4 separate regions of the Sus scrofa genome follow, and regions 2, 3 and 4 are each linked to region 1. Evidence: chromatin contacts called from public HiChIP or PLAC-seq and promoter capture Hi-C data. All regions are on one chromosome and are shown on one strand. Each heading gives the region's core, a stretch centred on a gene start, on an enhancer-like site or on the middle of the called end of the contact. The rest is flanking DNA. Distances are from core to core; before and after follow the strand shown.

What was found. Promoter capture Hi-C pulls out the DNA fragments that hold promoters and counts their contacts. HiChIP or PLAC-seq counts read pairs in DNA pulled down with a chosen protein or histone mark.
Region 2: a contact with region 1 is called in an H3K27ac HiChIP or PLAC-seq map of skeletal muscle, with 6 times the contacts expected there. The contact joins the promoter of ZNF782 here to the promoter of SLC35D2 in region 1. A contact is called at or near these places in 1 of 5 promoter capture datasets (fetal liver) and 1 of 2 datasets of contacts at active chromatin or transcription factors (skeletal muscle).
Region 3: a promoter capture Hi-C map of fetal liver shows a contact between it and region 1, with 5 times the contacts expected there. The contact joins the promoter of AAED1 here to the promoter of SLC35D2 in region 1. A contact is called at or near these places in 2 of 5 promoter capture datasets (fetal liver and liver) and 1 of 2 datasets of contacts at active chromatin or transcription factors (alveolar macrophages).
Region 4: an H3K27ac HiChIP or PLAC-seq map of skeletal muscle shows a contact between it and region 1, with 5 times the contacts expected there. The contact joins the promoter of CDC14B here to the promoter of SLC35D2 in region 1. A contact is called at or near these places in 2 of 5 promoter capture datasets (fetal liver and fetal skeletal muscle), 2 of 47 Hi-C or Micro-C datasets (embryonic fibroblasts and heart right ventricle) and 1 of 2 datasets of contacts at active chromatin or transcription factors (skeletal muscle).

What each region holds. Positions count from the first base shown.
Region 1 is chr10:25,736,628-25,739,638 of Sscrofa11.1, reverse strand. SLC35D2 (solute carrier family 35 member D2) reads right to left here and starts at 1,382. Exons shown (of 10, transcript NM_001244362.1): 1 at 1,203-1,382. The coding sequence starts at 1,354.
Region 2 is chr10:25,282,442-25,285,452 of Sscrofa11.1, reverse strand. ZNF782 (zinc finger protein 782) reads right to left here and starts at 1,491. Exons shown (of 6, transcript XM_021064572.1): 1 at 1,362-1,491; 2 at 1-107.
Region 3 is chr10:25,426,560-25,429,570 of Sscrofa11.1, reverse strand. AAED1 (thioredoxin-like protein AAED1) reads right to left here and starts at 1,440. Exons shown (of 6, transcript XM_003130856.4): 1 at 1,166-1,440; 2 at 634-702. The coding sequence starts at 1,363.
Region 4 is chr10:25,470,388-25,473,398 of Sscrofa11.1, reverse strand. CDC14B (dual specificity protein phosphatase CDC14B) reads right to left here and starts at 1,423. Exons shown (of 15, transcript XM_021064578.1): 1 at 1,172-1,423. The coding sequence starts at 1,331.

The DNA.
Region 1 (3,011 bases), core at 133-2,632:
AGGGCCACATCCGTGGCACATGAAGGTTTCCAGGCTAGCAGTTAAATTGGAGCTGTAGCCACTGGCCTACACCCATAGCCACAGCAATGCCAGATCTGAGCACATCTGCAACCTACACCACAGCTCATGGAAATGCCGGATCCTTAACCCACTGATCAAGGCCAGGGATCGAACCTGCATCTTCATGGATGCTAGTCAGATTCCTTTCTGCTGAGCCACGACAGGAACTCCAGGATAGAAGCTTTTGCAAGCATAAACAAAATAAGAAGGCCAAAGATACTCTCTGAGGGCTCTTTGGGTTCTTTATAAAACTTTAATTTTACATTCTTATAGCAACAGTACCATTTACAAAGAGAGCCCTCACTTAATGATAGCTCACGCCAGAGCTCTGGAAGGTAACTAACATAATCGTAATTATCCAACTTTCACATCTGAAAAAAAAACCGCTGACTCTGAGACTGGCGCAAGAGGCATAGCTATTAAATGCGGGAGCTGGATCTAAAACCACAGGGCTTTCAATGCCGATACAATGAAAGCATAACTAAACAGGATATTCTAGTCTTTACATACAGGTTCAACGAACCACAAGTTTCCTGGTTTACTGCACACTCATCAAAAAAGTCTAAAATATGAACTTTGGTTTTCCCCCGTTTTGAATGATCAAATGCAAATAAACTTATCCACCCGGGCCCCTTCTGATTGTTGAACACCTCGATGTGTACAAAGAATAGTTCACATTTACAGAACACATTCAGATCACTTGTTTCAGCTCACTGGTGCTCGTGAAAACTCTACAAGCGCCGCTGCGCAAGGTCCTGCAGGAGTAAGCGGTCCTGTGTCCGCGCTCACTGACAGCGGAATGACTTTGCTAGACTGTGGTTCGGTTTATGCAACGCTGCGAAGGTTCCGGCCGGTGCAAACATGGCCCAGGTGCCAAGCACAAAGCCACCCACGCCGGCGCAGGAGTCAGCAGAGACACTCCCGGCTCGCTGTCCCCGCCCGTCGGTTGCGCAGGGGGCGGCCCAAGTGCACCAAGGGCAGGGGCAGCCCGGCTGCACTCCCCCGCTCGGGGACCTCGGGGTGTCCTGCCAGGCCCTGCGGGGACAGGGCGGCATCGGATCGGGAAGGTCCCCGGGGTGGGTCGCCGCCGAGCAGCCGGGCACCCCCGCGGACCCCGCCCGGATCTCTGGCGCCCGCCTCACCGGTAGGTGGTCAGCAGCGCCTTGTTGACCAGCACGAGGAGGAAGGAGCAGGTCCCATAGAAGAGCGCGGACAGCAGCTTGGCCGCCCGGGAAGGCAGCCCCACGGAGCCGGGATCAGCGCCCGAGCCCTCCGCCTGGCCGCCGGCCGTCATGTCCAGCGGCCGCCAGCCTCCACCGCACTTGGGGACGCCCCGCCCAAGTTCCGTCCCCACCCCCGGCCCGCGGCCGAAACAGGAAGGGCTGCGGCGGGAACCCCACACGCCAGCGCGGCCCCATCGGTCGCCCCGAAGCTACTGGAGGGAGAAGAGCGGGTTTGGCTGGAGTTCGGGCTCAAAAACACCACTTTCTGATGGCTTGTCTGAAAGGAGCACAGAAACGGGTTTGGCAGAGTTTAAAAACCCCATCTTCCTCCAAAGACTGGGGAGAAATGTTAAAGACCGTTTTGCTCTCTTGGCGAGAAATATTAAGACTTTTTTTTGTCTTTTTTTTTTTTTTTGACAATTTTAAATGTATAATGTACATACAGTGAAATGCAATCGAGTCCACAGTTTGATGTTTTGACAAATGCGTAACCCATGTAACCACCCAAGTCAAAACATAGAACAAAAAAGATCTGAGTTCCCTACGTGGTTATCGAACCCCGACTAGCAACCATGAGGATGTGGGTTTCATCCTTGGCCTCGCCCAGTGGGTTAAGGTGCCGGCAGTTGCTGTGGCTGTGGTGTAGGCTGGCAAATACAGCTCCGATTCAACCCCTAGCCTGGGAACGTCCATATGCCCTGGGTGAGGCCCCCAAAATACAAAAAAAAAAAAAACAAAACCAAACCGTAGAACACTTCCATTCCCCCAGTGCACTGTGTCCTACTGAGGGCGATCGATCCCCTCAATTCATTCTGATTTCTGTTACCATAGACTAAATTTGCCTGTTCAGAAATTTCATGGAAACGAGCATGTAGTCTTTCAAGGCTTTTTTGGCTCAGTTTATTATTTTAGTGACTCAGCCAGGTTTGAGTCTTTTCATTGTTGAGTAGTACCACGACTTGTGTATCCATTCCTCAGTGATTATGTGATGGGCATTGGTTGTTTCCAGGTTAGGAACTGCCAAAAAACAAAGATGGTCCATGAATATTCATGTACAAGTTTTTGTGTGAATGTATACTTTCATTTATCTTTGCGAAATGCCTAGGGATGATATGGGTGCAAAGTCTCCAGGTTTCTTGCCTCTGGGTGCTTTATGGCAGGTTCTCCCCCTGAGGGCCCATTTCTTTTCTACATGGGTACATCTAAGGATAGGTTTGTTGTTTGTGTTAACTCTGACCAGCATCTACTTGCTCTAGAATTTTTTCAATTAACTGTCCCATATTTTCATTCTAATTTTTTTTTTTTTTGTCTTTTATCCTTTTAGGGCCGCTCCCGTGGCATATGCAGGTTCCCAGGCTAAGGGTCTAATCAGAGCTGTAGCTGCTGACCCACAGCAACACCAGATCTGAGCAGTGGCTGCGACCTACACCACTGCTCATGGCAATGCCGGATCCTTAACCCACTGAGCAAGGCCAGGGATTGAACCCGCAACCCCATGGTTCCTAGTCGGATTTGTTTCTGCTATGCCATGACAGGAACTCCCTAAATAATTTTAAAAATCTGAAATTCTAGCTTTTTAGAAAAGCTAAAGATGTCAAGTTAAATATATATTTGAGCCTAACCATATTGAAGCCATGCAATGGTTTTCTATTGGAGGCACTGAACAACCAAGAACATTTTCAGTACTGAAAAGAACGAAAGCACAACTTTTGACAAAAAAAAACTAGC
Region 2 (3,011 bases), core at 242-2,741, 450 kb after region 1:
TCTGGAGACAGGTTTAAGGTCAGGCGGTGCTCTCCTCCAGGTTAAGACTCCTGTTTATAGAGACTCCCTGCTTCCTACCTCACAAGGGTCCATTTGTTTCACGGTAACTGGAACATGGATCCAAGAAAAAAATTCATTTTAGGAGTAAAAGTCTAACTCTCGGAATTCATTATAATATCAGACTTAAAAGAGAGCCTGACCATGCAGAAGGGGCCTGGGACCTCTGACCCAAGTGACTTGAAGAGACACTAGAAGTCCCAGAATACATTTGACACATGGTTGGAATCCATCTACATTCACGTTCCTTCATATTTCTGGAAATTGGGGACAGGCCACTTTGCTAAGTGCTGTTAAGGCTACAATGATGGTTTTGGGCAGGTGTGATACTGAGACAAAGCCTGAGGCTGTAAGTAAACCGCACACATGCCCTTGCATCCAAACTCCCTCACTGCTGGCTTGTGACCTGAGCATCGTTCCACCAATCTGTGCCTCGGTATTTGTTAATGTGGTTGTGTGGGTTACATAAAGCCATCAAATGAAAAGAATAAAGTGTCTTCCAACTACAATAGCAGTTGTCACTTACCCAGTGCTCAGTATCTGGCATTTGTCTAAATAATTTACAAGTGATGCCTCTGATCTATGCTATAAAACAGTCATCATTAATACCATTTTCACTCGAGAAACTGTACTCTTATCCAGGTTCTGTCACCCTGCGTACAGGTGACAGGGGGAATTTACCAAGGCCCTTCTGGATCCAGAGCTGGGGCTCTCATCACAGAGGCCAGGACCACCCTCAGTACCATAAATGCAATTATTTCCCCCCTGCTGCTGACATGGGCTTTTTTTCCCTGTAAGGCTGCAGGCGAGGCTGGGCACACGGTCCCCACACCCCCAGGCCTACAATGAGCATCTGCTTTTTTTTTTTTTTGGTATTTTTAGGGCCGCACCTACGGCATTTGTAAGTTCCCAAGCTAGGGGTCCAATCGGAGTTTAGCTGTCCTACACCACAACCACAGCAGCCGGATGCAAGCCACTGCTCCGACCTACACCACAGCTTGGGGCAAGGCTGGATGCTTAATCCACTGAGTAGGCCAGGGATCGAACCCATGTCCTCATGGCTACTAGTCGGGTTCCTTACCGCTGAGCCACCAAGGGAACTCCTGAACATCTGCTCTTAACCGGATCAGCCTGACCTGCGCCCCAGGAGCAGCGGGCAGGGGTACCCCGCTACCAGCCTTCCAACAGGCAGAGGGCCTGCTGGGGCTCATACACTAGCGCTCATTGGAGGGAGTCCCAAAGACTTTCCGTTCCCATCCTTAGGCACAAATGCACCCCTCCTAGCTAGTCACCCGCACTCTCACCCCAGGTGCGCCTCCTTCGAGCAGACCCCCCAGGTTCCCAAACCGCTTCCCGGAGCCCAGAGAAGACGAGTGAGGTGACGGGACTACTGCTGCGCACGCGCAAAAGAAGCCTAGCCTCTCCTTCCCAGAGTGCCGCGAGGTAAAACAGACTGATTCGAGACTACATTTCCCATACACCTCCGCGTCCGCTCTGGAGGTCGCTACTTTGGCATTTGCGCAGTTTAGAAAGCTGAAGGGGTCAGTCTAGAAAGTGCTGTCTCCTGCCCAGGATCTCAACAACCTGGAAGAGAACGGGTTAAACTTGAGCTTAACTGCCAGATGCAAAGTGTGGTCCTCTATTGACTCCCGATTGAAATAGCAGTTTTGTTTGTTTGTTTTTTGATAAGTGGTTTGGAAGCAGTTGGGGAAACTTGAATATGTATTGGATTTTGAAAATATTAAAATTACCAATACTTAGGTAAAGTGTGATAGAATTTTGGAGTTATGTAGGAAAATTGATTTTGCAAGAAAAAAAATGGCAGGGCGATTGAAATTAAATAGCTGTAAAATTATAATTTTATTATTTTTCATGTGGGGCTTGTACCCTGTTTCTAAGCAGCCAACAGCACCATTAACCCCTAAGCCCCGTACTGGATGCCTAGAATCCAGTGTGGAGGTTCTCTTGGGGGTGGGGTGGGGTTTCAGGACAGTGCTGCAGCTGTAACTGTATACAGGGAATCTGTTGGATTTATGCATAAACATTATTTCCTAGTGATTGCTGTATGTTATAAATAGCAAATAATTGTTTAAAATTGCTGTTTATTATAAAATTAAACTAACAAAAAATAGAAAAGTTAAATATAATAACCACCTGTAATATCTGATTACACCTTTCCACATTTCCTATGTAAATATATTCATACCCACTGGTATAGTCACAAATGTGAAACTTTCTTTACAAGCTATTTTTCAAACAAAAATTTAAACTTTTTTTATCTCAAAAAAACCACATGGTTTCCAGCTGAATTCTTTTATTGTTTCAACAAATGTTGTTGATTAAATTCCATTGATCTTGGATTTCTGTGCACATAAGTTTGTTTGCTTTTTGCTGACATTATCCTTTGTCATTAATGAATTATAAATAAGCACAAAAATGCTGGTCAAATTGTATTAAATCAATATTACATATATGTATATGTATGTATTTTTGCTTTTTTAGGGCTGCACCCAGTGGCATATGGAAGTTCCCAGCCTAGGGGTCGAGTCAGAGCTACAGCTGCTTGCCTTTGCCACCCACAGAAACAGTAGATCCAAGTCGCATCTGCAACCTATACCACAGCTCATCCGGATCCCTGACTCACGGAACTAGGCCAAGGATCAAACCTCATGGATAGTAGTTGGATTCATTTCCACTGAGCCACAATGGGAACTCCAAAATCAATATTATATTAAATCAATCATAATAGACTTTAACATAAAGATCACCCATGGATAGAAAATTATCACTTCATGAAACAAACATTTATTGAAGATTTACTATGCAACAGACATCTTTCTAGATGTTATGAAAGCAATATTAAATAAAAGATATTAAATTTCCTATCCTTATGGGGTTTATGATCCAGGTTGTTGTCAGGGTTACCTCAAGAAACAGGTGTCATTTGTCAAGAA
Region 3 (3,011 bases), core at 191-2,690, 310 kb after region 1:
TTTGTTTGTTTTTTTTTGTCTTTTTGCTATTTCTTTGGGCCGCTCCCGCGGCATATGGAGGTTCCCAGGCTAGGGGTCCAATCGGAGCTGGAGCCACTGGCCTACGCCAGAGCCACAGCAACGTGGGATCTGAGCCCCGTCTGCAACCTACACCACAGCTCACGGCAACGCCAGATCGTTAACCCACTGAGCAAGGGCAGGGACCGAACCCGCAACCTCATGGTTCCTAGTCGGATTTGTTAACCACTGCGCCACGACAGGAACTCCCCTGGAGTGTTATTTATTGCAAAAATAAAGGGAAGGAAACAGCAATAATTTCTAACATTTGGTTTTGGTCATCAATCAACTTTTAAGAACAGCAAGTTATTAAATAACATCAAAAGTATTATTATGGATAATATGTTTATAATCAGGCAGGAATGAAACGGCCCGAAACAGATTTCTAACGCGTCTGACCCCCTTTTAGAGGCGTTGGAGAGATGTGTGGAATGGCAATAGTCTGGGTTTGTGTCTGCGAAGGAGAGGAGGCGCGTTCCTCTCACCTCATCCCATTGCAGTCCTCATAAATGACAGATGACTTTCGCAAGGCTGCCCTGAAGCGGGCACGCGGCTGTTCAAGCTTAGGAAACTTACTTGTAAGAAACTCTTGGGGATTTTGGCCAGATCTTCTACGTATTCCTTGCAGATGTAACACAGGAAATGCTGAAATCCCAACATGGGCAAAAAAGGACAAGTTAGCAACTAACAACTTCAGAATCCACAAAGGACCAAGTACTTTATTGTGCGTGACACTACTTCACGCAACACCCATGCAGGTAGAAAAAGATGTCAGAGGAAAAAAAAAAAAAAGTCTGAAGCGCCCGAAAGTGCACTGAAATTAGGCCGCACCCGGTCCCTGCTAGGCCTCCTCGCTTGCTGAGAAAATGGCCTTGGCTTGGCGGGCTGCTTTTCTATTCCCGTTCAAGGAAGCAAGAGGAGCAGTTCGCATTCCAGAAGCCTCTAGTGGATGATCACGGGAAGGGCCAGGCCCAGCAGTCTCCCCTCTCGGGCCCCGGACCCTTTGAGGGACCCGATGGACTTCCCCTAGCTGGGGCCGTGGAAGCAACCTCCGTCCCAGCCTGCGGGCGAGGTCCCAGCTCCGGGTTGTCTCGCCGCCCGCGCTCACCCGCACAAAGACCACGACAGCCCGTCGCTCTCGGAACAGCGAGCCGAACAGCACCCGCCTCCCGGAGGCGTCCAGCACGGGCATCTCGGCCACGGTGGCGGCCAGGGGCTGCCCACTCTCGGGGCCGCTTGGAATTGAGGCTGGAGCGGCGCGACCGCTGACTTGCCGCGTGACCGGAGCCACGAATGGCGAAGCCATCGTGCCCAGGAACTACCCGCCCGTAGGTCGCACCGGCTGGGGACAGTCTGTGAGCGGGATTGCAGCCAAACTAGGAGCAAGGGGCGGGGCACGGGGCAGGGGGCGGGGCACGGGGCAGGGGGCGGGGTGCATAGGCAGGGCGGGGCGGAACACTGCGCAGGGGCGGGGCACTGGGCAGGGGCGGAGCTGCGTCTGGTCCAGACCCGCCGCGGGGGACGAGTGTGGCACCTTGCCGGTGAGTCTCGGCTTGTACGCAGCTCAGGCGGTCGAGATGTTGCGGGAAAGTAGAGACCCGCTCTCGCGTTTTCTGACTCAGCCAACTCTTGGTAAGAAGAGAGAAAGAGGAGGGTCTGAGCCCAGAAGGGAAGAAAGCAGCTCACTCCGTAGCTGCATCAGCCGAAGTTAGTTTTTATCTGTTCAAGACAGCTAGTGCCCAAGGACATGCCGTGATGGGATAGATTTTTTTCCATCTAGTACGTTTTTAACCCTCTCCTTTTTCAGCTCTCTTACTTTTTTTTTTTAAGATATTATTACCATACGGTGTCGTGCAGATCTTAAGGGTGGAATTATTTTTTTTTATTTTTTATTTTTTTTGCTTTTTGTCTTTTCTAGGGCTGCACCCGTGGCATATGGAGATTCCCAGGCCAGGGGTCTAATTGGAGCTGCAGCTGCCGGCCTACGCCACAGCCACAGCAACGCAGGATCCGAGCGGTGTCTGTGACCTACACCACAGCTCACGGCAACACCAGATCCTTAACCCACTGAGCGAGGCCAGGGATCGAACCCTCAACCTCATGATTCCCAGTTGAATTCGTTAACCACTGAGCCACGACGGGAACTCCCACATTTTTTAAATTAAATTTTTAAATTTAATAATTTGCCAACATTTTATCATGGAAAATTTTAAACCTGCCCAAAAAGGTGAAAGATTTTTCCAGTGAACACTCTTATATCCACTACCTAGATTCTACTGTTAACATTTTACTCTATCACAACCTATGCATCAATCCGATTAGGTGAGTTTTACCTTATTATCCATCTGTTATCCACAACCCTATAAAAATATGGAACATTGCTGTCGCTTGAAAAAATTCCCCCGGCTCTATTTCTTAAGAGCTGATATAATAAACCTATTTATAAATGTTTTAGGCATTTCAGGAGTCCATGCCCTTTTTTCAGACTTGTTTTGCTATAGCTATTTACCAGGCCCCTCAAATGAGATGTGCCTCTGTGTGTGTGTGTGTGTGTGTGTGTGTGTGTGTGTGTATGTAAATGGTGGATTGTGAGGGATGAAGAAAATGGAATTAAATGGCTTGGAGTTCCCAAGTGGTGCAGTGGGTTGAGGATCTGGCACTGTCACTGCTGTGGCTTCTGGTGTCGCTGCTGTGCTTCTGTTTGATCCTTGGCTAGGGGAACTTTCATATTCTGTGGGCTGCCAAGAAAGAAAAAGAAAAAGACTTGGCTTCAGTTTTGTAGAAACCTATGGTCAATGCATACCACCTAGTCTTTTAAGCATGTTTCTGTTCTACTTAATTTCTCCTGGGGCAGGCTGTGGACAAGCAGGCATAGGTAAACTTAGGAATTTCTGCAGCCTCTGTGAAACTCAGCTGGTCCTGGATTCGGTGGTTGGTCTTGCACTGGGGTTTCT
Region 4 (3,011 bases), core at 174-2,673, 270 kb after region 1:
CCAAGGGCCATCCACTCAACGCCGAGGCACCTTCCACTCTACTCTCAGCTTTCTGCAAAATGGACCTTCTGTGTCCCACTGTCCATCCACTTAGAAAATAATTTCTACTAAAATTCTGTGTTTGAACACTTTCTAAATTAATGTCCTGACCGCTCCAGCTCACCTGGTTTTAGCAAAGGCTAAGGGCGGGAAACAGTTTATAAAAATCCCACACACCGAGGTTTCCACATTCCGCGCCACACGAAAACAGACTGCAAAATCCCTCAAAATTGTAGACAGCTGTGCTGTTTACAAAGCCTTACCACATACATCCTCATATTTAATGCCTTCACAGTCCTCAGTGTCAATCCTGGCAAACCCCACAGCTCCCAAACTGGATTTATTACATTTTCAGGAATTGTACAATCAGCACTAATAATAAGGCATCTATCAAACGGCTGCTTTTCTACCTGCTATTTCTCAAAAGTGACAACTCTGAGCATTCGGCACGCTGACCGATTCAAAAGCCATCAACGTGACACATTCCTTCCAGAAGCAAGGCAAGGGAATTTTCCCCAGGAGGGTCTGGGCAGTGCTCGTGCGCGCACTGGGGAGGGGGCAAGTGCCTTGAGGACCAGGGCAAGGATCAGGCTCCCCGGCCGGGCCGGGGAACGCCGCCCCAGGCGGGAGGGACTCCATTTCCCACAGAGCAGCGGAGGCTTGGCAAACGCCAAATAAACAAGGCAGCTCCCGTGCAGGCGAGTTCAGCGCGCTCGGGGAATCCTTTGGGAGTGACTCGGAGGTTCAGACTCTTGTTAAGGGCCAACCGACCTTCCAACCTGGGAGGCGTTATCAACTTGGATTTAGGAAAAGCCGGAGGCGCCGAGCTGACGCCAGCCATTTAGAAAGGTGACCCTCGGGCCATCTTGGCTGGGGTAGGAGGGTGCAAAACGGATAAAGTTACAGATCGCAGCAAACGCAGATGGAAACTCGGGGTAGGCGGGCGCTCCCAGAGAGCCCGGCTCCTGAAGGGGGTGTGGCCGGCTGGGGCTTTTATGGGGTGGGGGGTGGAGGCGTGTCAGTCGGGCCCCAGGAGGCGCCTATACCGCCTGGGTGGGTGGGCTAGGACCCCCGCGCCGGGTGCCGCGTGTCCGAGGCGGCCCACCGTGCGCTCGCTCGCTCGCTGGCTCACCGGTGATGTCCAGGTACAGGTCGTCCCGTTGGTCCAGGTTGTGCAGTTCCTGCGACGTGGAGCTGCGGCTCTTCTTCACTCCCTGCGAGGACGACGAACACCGCCGCGAGCAAGGGGGCGCGGCGGCCCAGCTCGGCCGCCGCTCGCTCTTCCGCTTCATGGAGGCGGCCGCGGCCCGTCAGGGGACCACGACCATGGCCCCGCGCGCCCGCTAGCCCGCCAAAGCCCCCGCCAGCCCCGCGCGCGGGCGCTCGGGGCGGCGGGCGCGGAGGGGCGCTGCGGCGACGGCGGAGCCCGGCGCGGGTGGCCGCGCAGGAGCCGGAGGAGGGGCCGGGCCCACCGCGCCTGCCCCGCTCCCTCCTGCGGCCGCCGCGGGACCGGCGCCGCAGCCCTTGGTATAGCGCCTCCTGCTGCTGCTGCTGCGGGCGCCCCCCAGCCCGCCCCCAGGTGCCCGCTGCCCGCTGGCGCGGCGGAGGCGACGGTGCTGCGGCCGGCGCCAGGGGCTGCCCGGGGTAACCGCGCGCGCCCACCGCAGCTGCAGACGCTGCTGCCGAGGCGCCCGAGCACAGCGGGCCGCGGCTCCCAGGGACCCCAGGAGGGCTGTTCCGTGGAGCTTCATTCACAAAAAAGGGCCCACAACCCTCCTCGGGGCCCGCAGACTGAGTCCTTTCATTGGTCAGTGAGTCGTGACGTCACGGAGACGGAGCTTTTCTACAGGCAGGTAGCCGGTGACGCCATAAAGAAAAGTCTGAGTGGTTCCGCCAATCAAAGATAAAAGTGCACTCGCGACCCTCCGCAAGCCCTCTAACTTCTGTTTCTTCTATGTTCCCAGAATGCCAAGACCCCAGTTTCAAACTTCCTTTAGTGAGTCATCAACGCTTTACACAGCCTCTACCCTAGTAACTTAACTGCGGTTCTTTGGCGTGTATATTTTTTTAAGGTATTTCTTGGTTTTCCGTCTGTATCGCTCCAAGTCAAAGGGGCTCGTGCCATGGCGGCTGGCTTGGAAAAGAGAATGGACTTAGTGAATTGTCCGCTGTTATGTAGACTTAAGGTGGAGTTGATTTCAGAATTTAGGAACTATTTAAATCAGCTACGCTCTTTTTAGTGACCTATGCCCAGGATTCAAATAGTCCAAGCAAGAGCTTCTTAAGGAGTCGATAAAACTACCATAGAAACACGATATACTACAATGGTTTGCACTTCGAAGTTCGTCATCTTGGAATCCTGTACCGGGATTGACTCAGTAGTTTCATACACCAGTTGCTATGTTTTTCTTACCTAAGGTATTGACAGGTCCAGTCGGTGAAGTATTGAAACAAGTAATCAATCTCCTTTTTTTTTTTTTTTTTCTTTTTCCTACTGAGTTAAAATAATGACAGATCTTTCTAGAATTTAACCAAGACTAACATTTTGAAGGGTCTTTGCTTCGAACAAATATCCGTGGCGGCATAGAAAAGTGTCAGAAGACCGGTGGGCAGTATCTAGATTTTAGACCCCAAAATTCTACTTCTAGCCACCTAGTCCCAATTTTCACCAGCACTTTCCACAATTACAGCCAGCCTCTAGAAGGAAGAATTTGAATCAGTCTCCTGGGAAGCCTTTCAGAAATGCAGATTTTGATGGAGTACCTCCCGGAGGGGCTATTTGACTTTTATTGTTGAAGGCCTTTACCTTAAGCACTGCTAATTGAGGAATGGAGGCTGGAGAAAAGAGGGCTCTGCCTGAGGGAGGCATTTGAACAGTCTGGAACTGGGGCTCTGACTTTTAGACCGGAAGCTAGGTCCTCATTTCATTCTTCCCTTTTTCCATAAGGAAATCAATGAAGGCCTTAAATTAA